2 separate regions of the Mus musculus genome follow, and region 2 is linked to region 1. A link is a contact called in public Hi-C data. All regions are on one chromosome and are shown on one strand. Each heading gives the region's core, a stretch centred on a gene start, on an enhancer-like site or on the middle of the called end of the contact. The rest is flanking DNA. Distances are from core to core; before and after follow the strand shown. Region 1 has its middle 75 kb from the start of Gm25935. Region 2 has its middle 280 kb from the start of Gm25935.

Region 1 (6,295 bases), core at 1,508-4,007:
GTAGATACCTAACGATAGATAGATGATAGATAGATAGATAGATAGATAGATAGATAGATATACACAGATATGTAGATATATGATATTCAAGAAATACAACTGAAAGATGATAGATAGATGGATAAATAGATGAGAGATATATAGATGGAAGGATAGATGATTGATAGGTGATAAATAGGTAGATAGGTATAACATAAAGATTAATTGAAATATTCTCTTGTAGCCACGGGTTACTGGGTTCCTGAAAGGAAAGCTAGGGATGGATGGGAAGTATGATGAGAGAAATAACAAGCCAAGACAAAGTTCTTTGATCAATGCTCAAATTTTAATGTACAGCACTGAATATATGTGGGAAAACCCAAGGACCCATCCCTTTGTTTCAACTGGGTACTGTTGTTTGTTTCAGCTGTATTGACTTGCAAAGTAGGTTCTACAGCAGCTCAGCTAGCCCCTCTTAAAAGCAGCTTTTTAGTAGGGTCTCACCTGCTGTGCTTGACTCCTGGCTAAGGGTGTGGGACAACTTAAATCAGCCTCCACTGTGCAAAATGAGACTGAATCAAGAGATGGAGAGCTAGCAGATAAAGTTTTAACCATTTTTCCTTTTCAACATAAAACAGAACAACAGTCATTCAGACAACGGAACAAAAACATACAGAAATTAACACAAGGACAGATTGGTGCACCAAACACAGATAATACAGAGAGGGTAGAGGACTTGATTTAACCAGAACTAAGGATGTCTTCTGTAGGGGCCAGAGAGGAAGCAGGATGTCTCCTGATTTCCTTCTCTCTTGATCTTTCTCTCTTTCATGTACCTAGCATCTCCTTTTTATTGTTGTTGTTGTTGTTGTTGTTGTTGTTTTAAACTCTTTTTATTTTATTTTATTTTATTTTAAGCCCTACTCGTCTCACCTGATGTAGTTCTTGTCTTCGGACAAATGCCTGTTTAGAATTTTCCAGTCCCATTTTCCACTGCCAAACCCTAGCTGATAGCAGCATTGGGCTGATGCTGACTCAGTCTAGCCTGTATCCTTTTTGCATCCTTGCAATCAACAGCCTTCAAAAGATGAAATTTATAGTGCTAACATTAATGCTGTATGTTGTTTATACACATATACATATACACAGATATATAGATATATGATATTCAAGAAATACAACTGAAAGATGATAGATAGATGGATAAATAGATGAGAGATGTATAGATGGAAGGATAGATGATTGATAGGTGAAGGGGCCGGCTTTCCATTTATGCACCTGCAGTGCCAACCTCCCAACAGTTCCATGGGCTTAGGACCAATTATGAAATACATTAGCATTAATTAGGATTAGCATTTGGTGGACATTTCAAACGCAAACTATAGTAAACATATGTATCTTAAAAAGCAAAGATCATTAAGCCCTGTATAAGTACCATAATACTAGAAAAAGATATCAATGCCATTAGTTATAAATCGACATGACTCTCCTTGATATTGTTGCCTTGCTGTAGTTTGAATGAGGAAGTTCCCTCACAAAATCTTATACTTGAACATTTAGTCCCTTGTTGATGTTGCTGTTTGGGAGGTTATTGATCACTTAGGAGACAGATCTACATTGGAGGAAGCATGCCACTGGTAATACATTGTTAGTTGTTCTCTCTCTCTCTCTCTCTCTCTCTCTCTCTCTCTCTCTCTCTCTCTCTCTCCCTCTCCCTCTCTCTCTCTCTCTCTCTCTCTCTCTCTCTCCCTCCCACCCACACTTCCCTTGGATAAAAATGTGATAAGTCAACTTCCTGCTCCAGCTTTTGTCTTGGACTCTTTTCCTCTGGAACTGAAAATAAACCCTGGTTTTCTTTAGTCACCTTTTGGTGAAGGTATTTAATCACAGCAACAGGAATGTAACAAGCACAGTGCTCTTTGACCTCAAATTACTTTCATCTACCTTTTGGTTTAAAAACTGAAAAATTTTTTCCCATATAACCAAAACTCTAAATCAGTAGGCATAGCTTAAAAATTTTTTCCTCAGTCCTTAGAGGAAGAGAAAAGTTAATGAAAATTCTTAATTCTTTGCCTGTATTCAAACGGGCATTCAAGATGTTTTTATTTGAAAGGGAAAAATTCTCTGGAGGTAAATTTGATATTTGCACCACAGGAGCAAGATGAATGTGGTCAATCTCTACCAAGTGATGCTATATTCAGTCTCTTCTTTTCAGCTGGCAGGGCATTAGCTAAGATTGTCTGCCTGAAATATTTCTTTAAAATTCCACGATGATTGGTATAGTTGCTAGGCACCAACCTGAGCTGGAAACGGCTGAGTTGTCAGATGTCAGGGCAGCTGATTAAGATGGCAAGTTCAAATAAAAGTTACAAGCAAGCCATTAGTCACGTATGGCAATAATCTGAGCAAGAATATAAGACAGAAAATGTCAACTACATTCTGCCCCATTTTCTATGATGGAAGAGTACCAGTCTAGGATCAGGTAATAAGTACAGACATGGGGGTCATTTTTCTGCCAAAGGCAGCCCCTAACAAATGTTCCTGCAAAACAGAAGAACCCAAACAATGGGAAGAGTGGTAGGAAGAGCACTGGAATTGAAAAGCACTAATTGCTGAGTCAGACAGAAGGTATATGTCCTTTGGTTTCTTCCTCACATTGTTGCGGGAAATATTAAAAGTGGAACTGTCTCGTTCCTGCGGTTGTGCCTCTGCCCTGGGAGCCTTGCTGGCCGTGTACTGGCAGGCAATGGCCAACCTGTTTTTATCTTGTGGAGACTCTGACTCAGAACTCCACAATATCTCCACCCAGCACACTAGGTTCCCACTGGCAAGTCACTACCACACCAGCCCCATGTTTCAAATCCCCCACGGCCTTTGTGGTACACCTCTGGCAAACCCATGCTTTACCACGTACCTTTCTCTCTTGAACCCAGATGAGCCAATACGTGAAGGAAAATGCAACACAAACTTAGTTCAGAAACAATGGCAACTCAATCTCTGGGTACAACAATGAAAACCTAATCTTGTAAGTCGTATTAAAATCTGATTCCTCCAGTGGACCCACATTGATACCGGGAAACTCTATCAGCTACATCTTACCCCTTTGCTGTCCCCATTCCAAAAAAGACCTCACTGCTCTCTGCTTCCTCTCTTCCTCCCTCCAGCCTGGAAGTCCCGCCTACTCACCCAGTGATTGGCTCCTTTATTCACTAGGGTATTGGTTTTCAAGAAGTTATCTGAATATGACTCACTCCTTGTCCATAGCCTTTCCCAGGATAGCAGAATTAGCATACAAACAGCACGAGGCCCATGCACAACACTTCCCCCTTTCTGCTCTAATAAAAAACAAAGCCTATTGATTTAGAGTTTTGGTTGTATAGAAAAAAATATAAATAGAGCACAGCTCTTATCATTTTGTAATCTATAAGATATGGATAAACCTAATACCCAGTCCATCAATTTTGTCATTAAGATAGAACATTGTTATCTATTCTAAATTAAAAGCCTTATCATTTTACACCTGACTCGTGTCCTGGCTTTAGATTGTATGCCATCTGAAAACTATCCTCTCAAATCTATTCTCTCAAAATAATGAGACTTTAAGTAGTTTTTCAACCCTGTAAGAAATCTGAGAATGAGCAACACTAAATGAAAGTATATAGGAAACCTAACATAGCTTTCAGAACTGAGTCAAATTGTAGAGACAGATGCCAACTTATACAGCTCCAATAAGTCAGGAAGATGGAACATGTCTTCAGTTCTGGCCCAGGATCATTTGACAGACCTTAGAGATATAGGAATATTAAGAACTAGCCTATTCTGTCTCGGCAGAACTAAGCTGTTCTAACTTGTAAATTGTATCCTTTCAAGAACAGTACAGGTTTGCAGGAAAGATTGGCAATTTTTTTTGCCCAGTGGTGACATAGCAGCAAATGTACAGCCTACCTGGTGGTAAGATGCTCAGTTTCCTCTTTGAATCCATGAATGGGAATTTGTTAGGAGCAGATTTGTCTCAACAGCAAGTGAATAAATAACATTAACTGTAACATCTGTGGATTTCTGGAAACCAACTATCTATATAAAGTATTCTGGACTGTTCTCCATTAACTACTCTCATTTATTTCTAATTAAAATGTCTGAAAACACCCTAACAATAAACTCAGAGCTATGAATTTGCTATTTGGCCCTTAACTCAGAGGCTTAAGCATCTCAGATCAGTTTATTATAACAGGTACAGAAGGACTGTGCCTAAGCCCTGTACTTTTAAATTTTTTTTATCAATAGAACAAATTTATACCAATGAAAACCTTGATTTTTGTATCAAAGTAAATTCTGAACCAAAATTAAAAATTATGACTTCAACTTAATAACAATTAAAAAGATTTCTACAAAGTGAAATTATGGGTATGCAATCAATTCTAGCTATTCCTCCCTATTCCAATTATGACCATTTCTACATTCCCTAGATTCCCTATAATAACACTCTCCAGCCCCAAAGCCCAGGAAACTGGGGCAACAACTCTTCATAACTTCTTCAAGCTGAAGGTGGGTATTTAGATATTTTTAAGAGGGGGGTGGGGATAGAGTTGGTTGGTCTTAAGAAGGCCACACCAGTGGTTGATTTAGTCTCTGATGTTTGTGTCTTGACTGGATCTGGCTAAAAGTCCAAGACATTGGGAGTTCAAGTGGAGACTCACCAAGGCTGTATATTCTGTAATATACATATCTCAAATAATTTTTTAGTGTCATCAAGATAACCTTTTTCTTTGATTCTCTGGAATCCAGTTCTTCAGGGGGGTCTCCTTCTATCAAATCTGATCCATATAACTCTGGAAGGTGTAAATACCTTAATTGCTTTTTACAACAACACAAAGACAAAACCTTTTCCCCAAATCAGTATATCCTTGAGCCAGTAATCAGAAAACCCTTTATTTAGACCTCTCTCCCAGAAGAATAAAAAACCCCACAAAATACAAAATCACACCCATTTTGAAAATCAAAACAATCTAAAACAAATGAAGTAAACTAAGATACTGTATATGCCTATAGTAGGCCTTTCCTTTCTTGCCAAGCAGGAAAAGACATTCAAGAAAGATACCCATGGAACCCATGTTCACAGAATATGAGCTTCCTGTGGCTGGTTAAACAATCTATACCATCTCGTAATCTGGCAATCTGCCCAGAGCCACAGACATATTCTATTAGTACTTTTATAATATCTGTCTGATTAACTTTCTACCTGGAGCTACAGACATAGATAATTAATACCTGTACAAGGAGGGCAATGATTATCACTGCACTTTCTATTCTGGAGTCAGTGACTAATGTTCCCTATCCTAGTTCAAATTAAAACAATCTAAAACAAATGAAGTAAACTAGTCCTTGCCTATGTTGCTAAGAGGATATAAAACCCAGTATTCCCATGGAGACCATGTTAGACAGGATATGAGTATCCTGCAAGGCAAGTAAAGTGATTTTATACCATATTTAAAGAAATTAATTCAAATGTTCACTAATATCCGCCTATAGGAAGCAGATAGCTTTTATGTGTTAAGCCCACTGCCTAGAGCAGCCATCTTGTTATACAATCTATCTGTTTGGCTCTCTGCCTGGAGCCACAGACATTTATTTTATTAATACCTGTTTACTTCCCTCTCTACTTGAAATCAGTGACTAATTTCCTCTATCCTGGTTCCAAACCGCAGGTGAAATTCCCCATGTGATTCAGACAAAATCTGTATATAAATCTATCCTAAAAGCAAATAATCCTAAGTTTATAAATTCACAGTTCAATCAATCTTTGCCCCAAGAAGTAGGCAACTTCCATTCTACAACTCTCTGACTTAGCAGAGCCTTCATTCCCCACAGCAGGGGAATTCAGAGCCTACTCTATGTTTCAATTTCTGTGCTTGAGTGCACATGACTTGTCTCAGCGCTCCCAGATACGTACAAAAAAAAAAAAAAAGAAAAGAAAGAAAGAAAGAAAGAAAAGAAAAAAGAAAAGAAAAGAAATAAAATATAATTCTGACTCACATGCAAATAATCTTAAATTTCTTTTGGATTCTTGCCCAACACATTGGTTTGCCACTTGATCTTCTACTGAAGATTTCAGCTATTAGAGGACTACCCAATAATGGCACCCCAGTTAAAGATACAGCTGTGTGCCAGAGCATGACTGCTCAGAGGCTCAAGTCTTTGATGAAAATTCTTTGCACAGACTGCAGTGCCCTGGCTCTGCATAATGTCTGGCATAGAGAAGACAGCTATTCTATATAAGTTATCCCTCAGAAGGACTTTGTGATTGCCACAGATGAGG
Region 2 (7,064 bases), core at 3,734-6,233, 200 kb before region 1:
GTTGTAAGATTAGGAGAAATGCAATAGAGCTTTACTATTGTTTCTTAACTAAGGAGCCACCCAAAAGTTCACTCCACATGTAGAAGCCTAAACTAAGTTCAAACTAACTAAACAAATCCTTCTTTTGCCCTGTTAAAATTTTCTTCTCCTCTGTTGTTCCATCTCACTTTCTTCACTCATTTAGATTTCATTTTTCTGGAAGCCCTTTAATCAGTCTGTTTTCTTCCTATGCCACAAAACTGGGGTATTGTTGTTGTTTGTTAGTTTAAGTAAAGGACATAATAGTCTCCCATTTCTAAATGTAAGACACTCCAGTCTCATCCCACTTAACCAGTCTGGATAAGGTCTTCATTCATATGTTTCTGTTTCCACTTTCATTCTGTCTTAACTATCATGCTTTCCATCCATTATGCTGCTTCAGAAACATTGGGTTCTGCTGTATCCAAACAGGACAGTTTCACATGAACCCCTAAGGTCTCTCCACTTGCTATTCATGTCAGAAGCATCCCCTATACCTGTGTGACATTTTCTCTTCACTTTACTTGGGTTTTGGTTCAAATGACAAGTATTCACAAACAAGTTTACGTAGGAGACTTTACTCTAAGTAGATAATATTCTGTTTTTACCTGCTCACATTTCTAGGCTCTGTGTTTATTCTTAGTATTATTACTTCCCTATATCATGTATTTATTTATTATCTCTACAACATGAATTACAACCGCTGATAGAATATAAAAATGTACAACTTTTAGATATACAACTTTTTATTCAGTTGTATCCCAAGCACTTAGAAAAGTATCTAGTACATGCATAAACTATACAAGATTAATTAAATAAAGGAAAACAGATGGAATAATTTGAATTAACCATAATTTCATGGACAGCAAATTTGCTTATTTATAGTATTAGCTAAATTCTGTTTTACCAAGTAGAATAAAGCAATAAAAACTCTATTAATTAGATGTCCACCTCAACTGAATCTGAAAAATAAATCTGGTGCTGAGCTGCCTTGGAAAATTAGGACAATGAAGACAAAACCTACTTCATGTAGAAGTGTACAGTCAAAAGAGCTACAGCATGCCTGAACTTTTGAAAGTGTTAACTGCTATGGTGTCTACCCTGCAGGTATCGCATTGACATCCAACTTGAACTCTCAAAGTATACCCCATAAGATAATCTCTTGTGGGTTGTTGGCACAATTTTCCTTTTTTATTTCTGTCTATAAAACCCAAATTAAGAGATAATTATTTGAAGGATGTAACACTTTAGTTTTCTACAGTTTTGACATTGTAGATCCAGCTTGTGGTACAGCTCACAAGCTTCGGATATTATGACCCAGAGCCCCTAGTAGAAACTAGGGTTACAGCTCACAGGCCATGGGTATCAAGATCCACGGCCCTTAGAGTTTATCAGTTCTCTTGAAGTATTCCAGTGACCAGGGCCTATAATTCCTCAGCTTGAGAACTTTACAACCTTCTACTTTTTCTTTACTTCCCCCATCATTCATCATTTTCACTACCGTTCCATGCCATCTCTAGCCAAGTCTTTTGGAACCCAATCACCTTCTCACTGCCAACACTGTTGTTGTTTCCGTCTAATGTCACTGAGTCTATTTCCTCTCTGTATTACCAGTTCAGCTTGCTCTATTAGCGATAAAATAAAGGCAAAGATTCACATGAGAAGACAGTGCAATAGGTGCTTTTTATTGTACTTAATATGGGAATACAGCACAGATGAGTTATACTGCCTCAACAAAGGTGTGATGTAATTTTCAACAACCACAGCATAGCTTCCAGTTCTATGACTTTTGGGCCTCACATGAGGAACTGCAACAATCTCCATAAGACTGTCAATCACTAGATTTCTGCTGGGCTTCCATGGAGATGGATTCTACCTCTTAACCTGAATGAGAGAATATAGGGAGTTATCTTATCATGATGTCTTCTTCTAAAACAAGAACAAAATATGTGATGTGGCTGTAGCTGGAGATAGCACCACTGGAGCTTGAGCTATGGTTTTGTTTATTCTAGCCCTCATGGCTGGAGTGGGGTGTGCTTCAAAGTGATAATGCTAAAATCCATTCTTTTTAAAAATTTTTTTTTAAATTTTATTTTATTATTTATGTTGAGGCATGTGAAAGAGAAGAGAGAGAGAACATGAAGATCTGAGCACATGATTCACAAATGAGTTCTTGCCTTCCACCATGGATTTAGGTCATCAAACTCAGATCATCAAGATAGTGTAGCAAGTGCTTTTACTCACCAAGCAACCTCACTGGCCTGGTAGTAGTGAATTTAAAATAACCCAAAGCCTTAGAAGTAGGCTCTTGTTGCCAAAGGGATGTTTGGCAGATAGTTTCTTACTTCAGGCTGGTTTGACTTGGAGTCAGGGGTAGAATCTGACAACTGATGCTCAAGATATTGAGAAACTTGTTCCCAATAGTTAAAGTTATCTGAAGAAAAGTAATCTAAGCACATGTACATCAAATAACTGGTATGAAACTATCATTCCTAAAGCAGTGCCTAACAGGTTTGGGGCATTAGATGATTAACTGAGTTCATCTCCTGCCAAATGTCCCTCGGAAGATTAGGATCCCTCTGTCCGCTTCTACTATGTTTAAATAGTACCTAAACTCTCTTACTATGAAGACCAAATAGGCAGCACCCAGCAAAGATGTTGGGGAAAGAAGGAGAAGTAGATAAGTCTAATGATTGAAGAAATTCTATCATCTAAGTATATTTTATTTTAAGTATATTTGAATAATTTAAGTCCAATTGTAATGATGCCTGTAATTCATTGCAGAATGTTAAAAACTGTGGCTAAGCTAGAACTTTAAACACAATAAATATTTACATCAGAGGTATCTCATGTGTCCTATAAATATGACACTTGCCTAGAATGAGAATGTGCATCCATATCAGCATAAGTACTCACTTAAAATAAGAAAGAAATCTCTAGGCCTGTACATTTTTCTCTGAGGATTGGCACAACAATACAAAGTTAATCCAAGAAGTCTTTTCTGAGTTACAATGACTACATTAAACAGACAGAATTTCTCTTAATCTATCCACAAAAACCTCTGATAACCCAAATAATAATTTGACTCAGTAGAGCTAACATGGCTCTCAAGACAAACTCTCCATTGTCATTTGCATGTGTCTGGAGAGAGTCAAAGAAGTGTCTAATCTTAGGTGGGCAGGGAGAAATCTCTGAGAGATGCCCAGAGAGACATGGGAAACAAAACAGAGAAAAATTGAGGAATGATTGTTAGAAACATTTCTGAAGCCAAAAATAAATAAATAAATAAATAAATAAATAAATAAATAAATAAATAAAGGTCAGTTTCATAAAAAACAATGACTAAAGTTGTCATTTCTCCCCTCTGAGTTCCAGCACAAGGCTAATTTTGAATGGAAATTTTTGAGATACATGCTAAAATATCCTACAGATGTTAAAAAACAAATTATGAAATTTCAGAATCCTTTGTAGTTTCTTCAGTCACATTTTCTGCCTGTAAATTCAAAGTTAATTTTCCTGATACAAAACAAAAACAAAAACAAAAACAAAACAAAACAAAACCTGGTACATCAGTTTCTGGGAAGATTTTTGTCTGTAGTATTCACTTTGAAGTAAATGTTATTGCATATAATAATGTATTACAATGTACTCTCTGTAGCATTCCAATTTTACAGCTGTAGTTTGAAGAAACAGAAGCTTCAATTTCCCCACATTTGCCAGAAGAAATTATTTCAATTAAGTAAAACTCAATTAACTAGAATTTAGGAAGAATCAGGGTTGGAGGATATAAGCTTAGGTTACATATTTATATTCCATCTTGAAACCTTATCAAATAATTTTATTGGTGCTAAAGACTGAATCCAGGCCCTATAATATGCTATATAGACACCATGAGCTATGCCCTCAGACCCAAAGACTATTTTTAAAGGAATGAATAAATATAATAAAAGTGGGGGAGAAAACAGCCACCAAAATGTGATGTTTATTACCAGATATATTTATACTAGAAGAAAATCTTGGACCCTGAGGATATTTTCCACTAAAAGAAGAAAACATATTTTTGGCACAACATAAGTACCTATAGCAACAGTGATTGAGAAATCAGAAGGAAGAAGCATTTAAGAATTAACCTCCTGGGATCAGGTAAATGAATCGCAAACAGGGTGGGTTATTTCTCTTAAAAGCCTTTCAGTATTATTTACTTTGTTTATGTTTGTTATATTATGAAAGTAAAAGTTAGTATAATAAGTTAAAATTAAAATAGGAAATTATTGAAAGGATAATCAAACTTTTCATGAAATGTGAAAGAATATGTGGGTAGGTTAATGTAATAGGCTTTTGTGATGTTAGATAGTTGTCTTCTAATTCTCCCCAAGTCTCCTATGAACTTTACAGACCCCTTGTGGTAGGTCAATATTATTCCTGAGTGATTTGTGAATGGAAGTGAGACATGGTATTTCTGGGATTGAGCACTTAATTGTTGACTAGTGACTCTTCAGAGCATGTGTACTTCCTAGCCATCACTGTAAGCAACATTTAAGAAGGTTGTCCTCTATATACTCGGTACTACGATGAGCAAAGCCCTCCTCTGACCCATAGTAGACATGAGTATTCACCAAGAAATACTCTAGTATTATTTAAACACTGGGGTTTGTAGTGGGACACTCTTTGACACTACCAAATAATGTAAACCATCTTAGATTCAGAAACATACCTGAACCTAAAGGAGAGTATAAATCCAAGACCATCAGTTTCCATCTCTGCTTTTCTATAAATGTGGTTGTGTTTCCCTGTCCTTTTATTTTAGCAGCAATGCAGTTTCTGGCAGCTCCACGACTCCTACCTCCCACAGATTCCATCTACCAAAGACATTTTCATCCAGGTTTTTAGGTCAGACTCATTCATGGATAAATGTGAGTCACTAAGAGGAGTCATGAGTCAGAATCAGGAAATGACAAATCAGAGGCTCTATAACTCATGTGACCCATCAACTAGCTGGAGTGCTTTTACTCTTCCTGGAGAGAAATCTTGAGAAGTCCAGAAGCTTTTCAAAGGTGGAAATCTGGCAGCTTTTTCTATCATTCTGCATTGGACAAAAGTGAGGAGCAGCAAAAATCAGGTGGAAACAGCCATACTAGGTGCTGCTCTAGAGAGATCTGCTCTCCTGTAGGATTTAACCATCAAGACCTCTGGCTCTATACGTTCCAGGCTTAGGAAGCCAACATTCCCTGGGCTGCAGCTGCTATTGAAGCTTCCAGGCAGGCTTAGATATTATAATCCCTCAGCCCTTGACAAGAGCCAATGTTAATTGTTTGGCAATTAACATTAATTGCCTGGGTTTCTTGGCCATAAACTCTTGCCAGTTCTCTGTAACTCTTACAGTGACCAAAGCCTGGAGCTTTCTTCTTCCAACCATTTATTCTTCTTTTCCAGCATTTATCCTTGTTCAGGCTGAGTTCTCTACCCTCTGTTGCTATATTTGTAGTTACATTACCTGTCTTCCTGCTCTGGCTATTCTCAGTGCTCAGCTACATTGTTTCTTCAGCTGTCTCATGGCCAGTTGCCTTTCAGCATTCACACTTTGGCCTACCTACTGCCCAGGCTACTGCTCAGCTACTGCTTCTTGTCTTACTGCCTGTCATCATGGTTAATCTACCATCTTTATTCATGTTACCAGCTCAGCTGGCACTAATGAAAGTAGGAAAGAAAAACCAAAACAACAACAACAACAACAACAACAAAAACCACTTGATAAAAGCCTTTATTGGCCTGTCTTAGTCAAGGTTTCTATTCCTGCACAAACATCATGACCAAGAAGCAAGTTGGGGAGGAAAGGGTTTATTCAGCTTACATTTCCACATTGCTGTTCATCACTAAAGGAAATCGGGACTGGAACTAAAGCAGGTCAAAAAGAAGGAGCTGATGCAGAGGCCATGGAGGGATATTCTTTACTGGTTTGTTTCCCCTGGCTTGCTCAGCCTGCTCTTTTATAGAACCAAAACTACCAGCCCAGAGATGGTACCACCCACAAGGGGACCTCTCCACTTGGTCACTAATTGAGAAAATGCCTTATAGCTGGATCTCATGGAGGCATTTTCCCAACTGAAGCTCCTTTCTCTGTGATAACTCCACTCTGTGTCGAGTTGACACAAAACTAGCCAGTACATGGCCCAAATATTAAAACATTCAAAAGGTAAAGAACTTGTAATTCTCTATAATGATAGAGAATTATAGAGAGAATTGTAACTCCACCAATTCATTAAGAGATTCTGAACAGCCTACTTACATAGCCAGAGAAGGGCTGTTAGTATCAATTGCAGTATACATCACATTCAAGTGATAATCTGCATTTTCACCAAGTATCACACTCCTTCTGAAGGGCTGCTTTGACCTAGGTAGAGATGGTTATGGAGTCATCTAGATTCATCAGGCTCATGGCAGCAAAAATTCTGATACAGACTGTTTCAAACAGCCCTGGGTGAGGTTACATCTTCAGGAAATAAGCCAAACCAGCTAGCCATTATTAAGTAGTCTCGAAAGATGGCCCGGTTCATGGTACTGAACTACTAGATTGGCAGTCCTTTGTTTGAAGCAGCCAAGGCAGGAAAAGAGTGTCCAACTGTTTCTATTTAGGAATCAGAATCTTATTCCTCAGTAGTTACAGGAAGAAGAACAGCAGGAGTGGTTACAAAAAGAACTTAAAGAGCTTACGGTTAACAGTGGTAGTGATATTAATAGATTTTACCAGTGCATTAACAATGCTTAACACCTGCCCACTGTCCTAGGAAGCAATAGGTTTCCCTCATCTGAGCGGGTTTCCTTGATGATTACAAGCGCCTTTACACAGAGCAGTATTTAGCACCTTAGACTTGCTTGATTTTAAACAAAACTAACTGCTGATCTTAATTCATCTGAATGCAGCCAAACCTTGCTTAGTCATTTTGTTTGAAATCTTTCTTGATAAGGTTAATGTACATCCAAGTTGAGACTCACTGTAGTTAAGTGCTTAAGTATTCAAAGAATGGGTGTTCTAGAAAGAGTTACAC

Evidence for each region. A called contact is a pair of places that touch in the nucleus more often than the background predicts.
Region 2: a Hi-C map of pancreatic cancer cells shows a contact between it and region 1. The contact joins two enhancer-like sites. A contact is called at or near these places in 5 of 484 Hi-C or Micro-C datasets (the STO cell line, embryonic stem cells and pancreatic cancer cells) and 3 of 115 datasets of contacts at active chromatin or transcription factors (all in embryonic stem cells).

The regions. Positions count from the first base shown.
Region 1 is chr17:93,318,518-93,324,812 of GRCm38.p6, reverse strand. No RefSeq gene overlaps it. Among named protein-coding and RNA genes, the nearest start is that of Gm25935, 75 kb to the right of the region's middle. Within about 2 kb of position 2,757, at least 14 of the 459 cell types and tissues checked have an H3K27ac peak or open chromatin away from gene starts, as enhancers often do. A contact at or near this core is called in pancreatic cancer cells, where this site is marked.
Region 2 is chr17:93,524,315-93,531,378 of GRCm38.p6, reverse strand. No RefSeq gene overlaps it. Among named protein-coding and RNA genes, the nearest start is that of Gm25935, 280 kb to the right of the region's middle. Within about 2 kb of position 4,983, at least 29 of the 459 cell types and tissues checked have an H3K27ac peak or open chromatin away from gene starts, as enhancers often do. A contact at or near this core is called in pancreatic cancer cells, where this site is marked.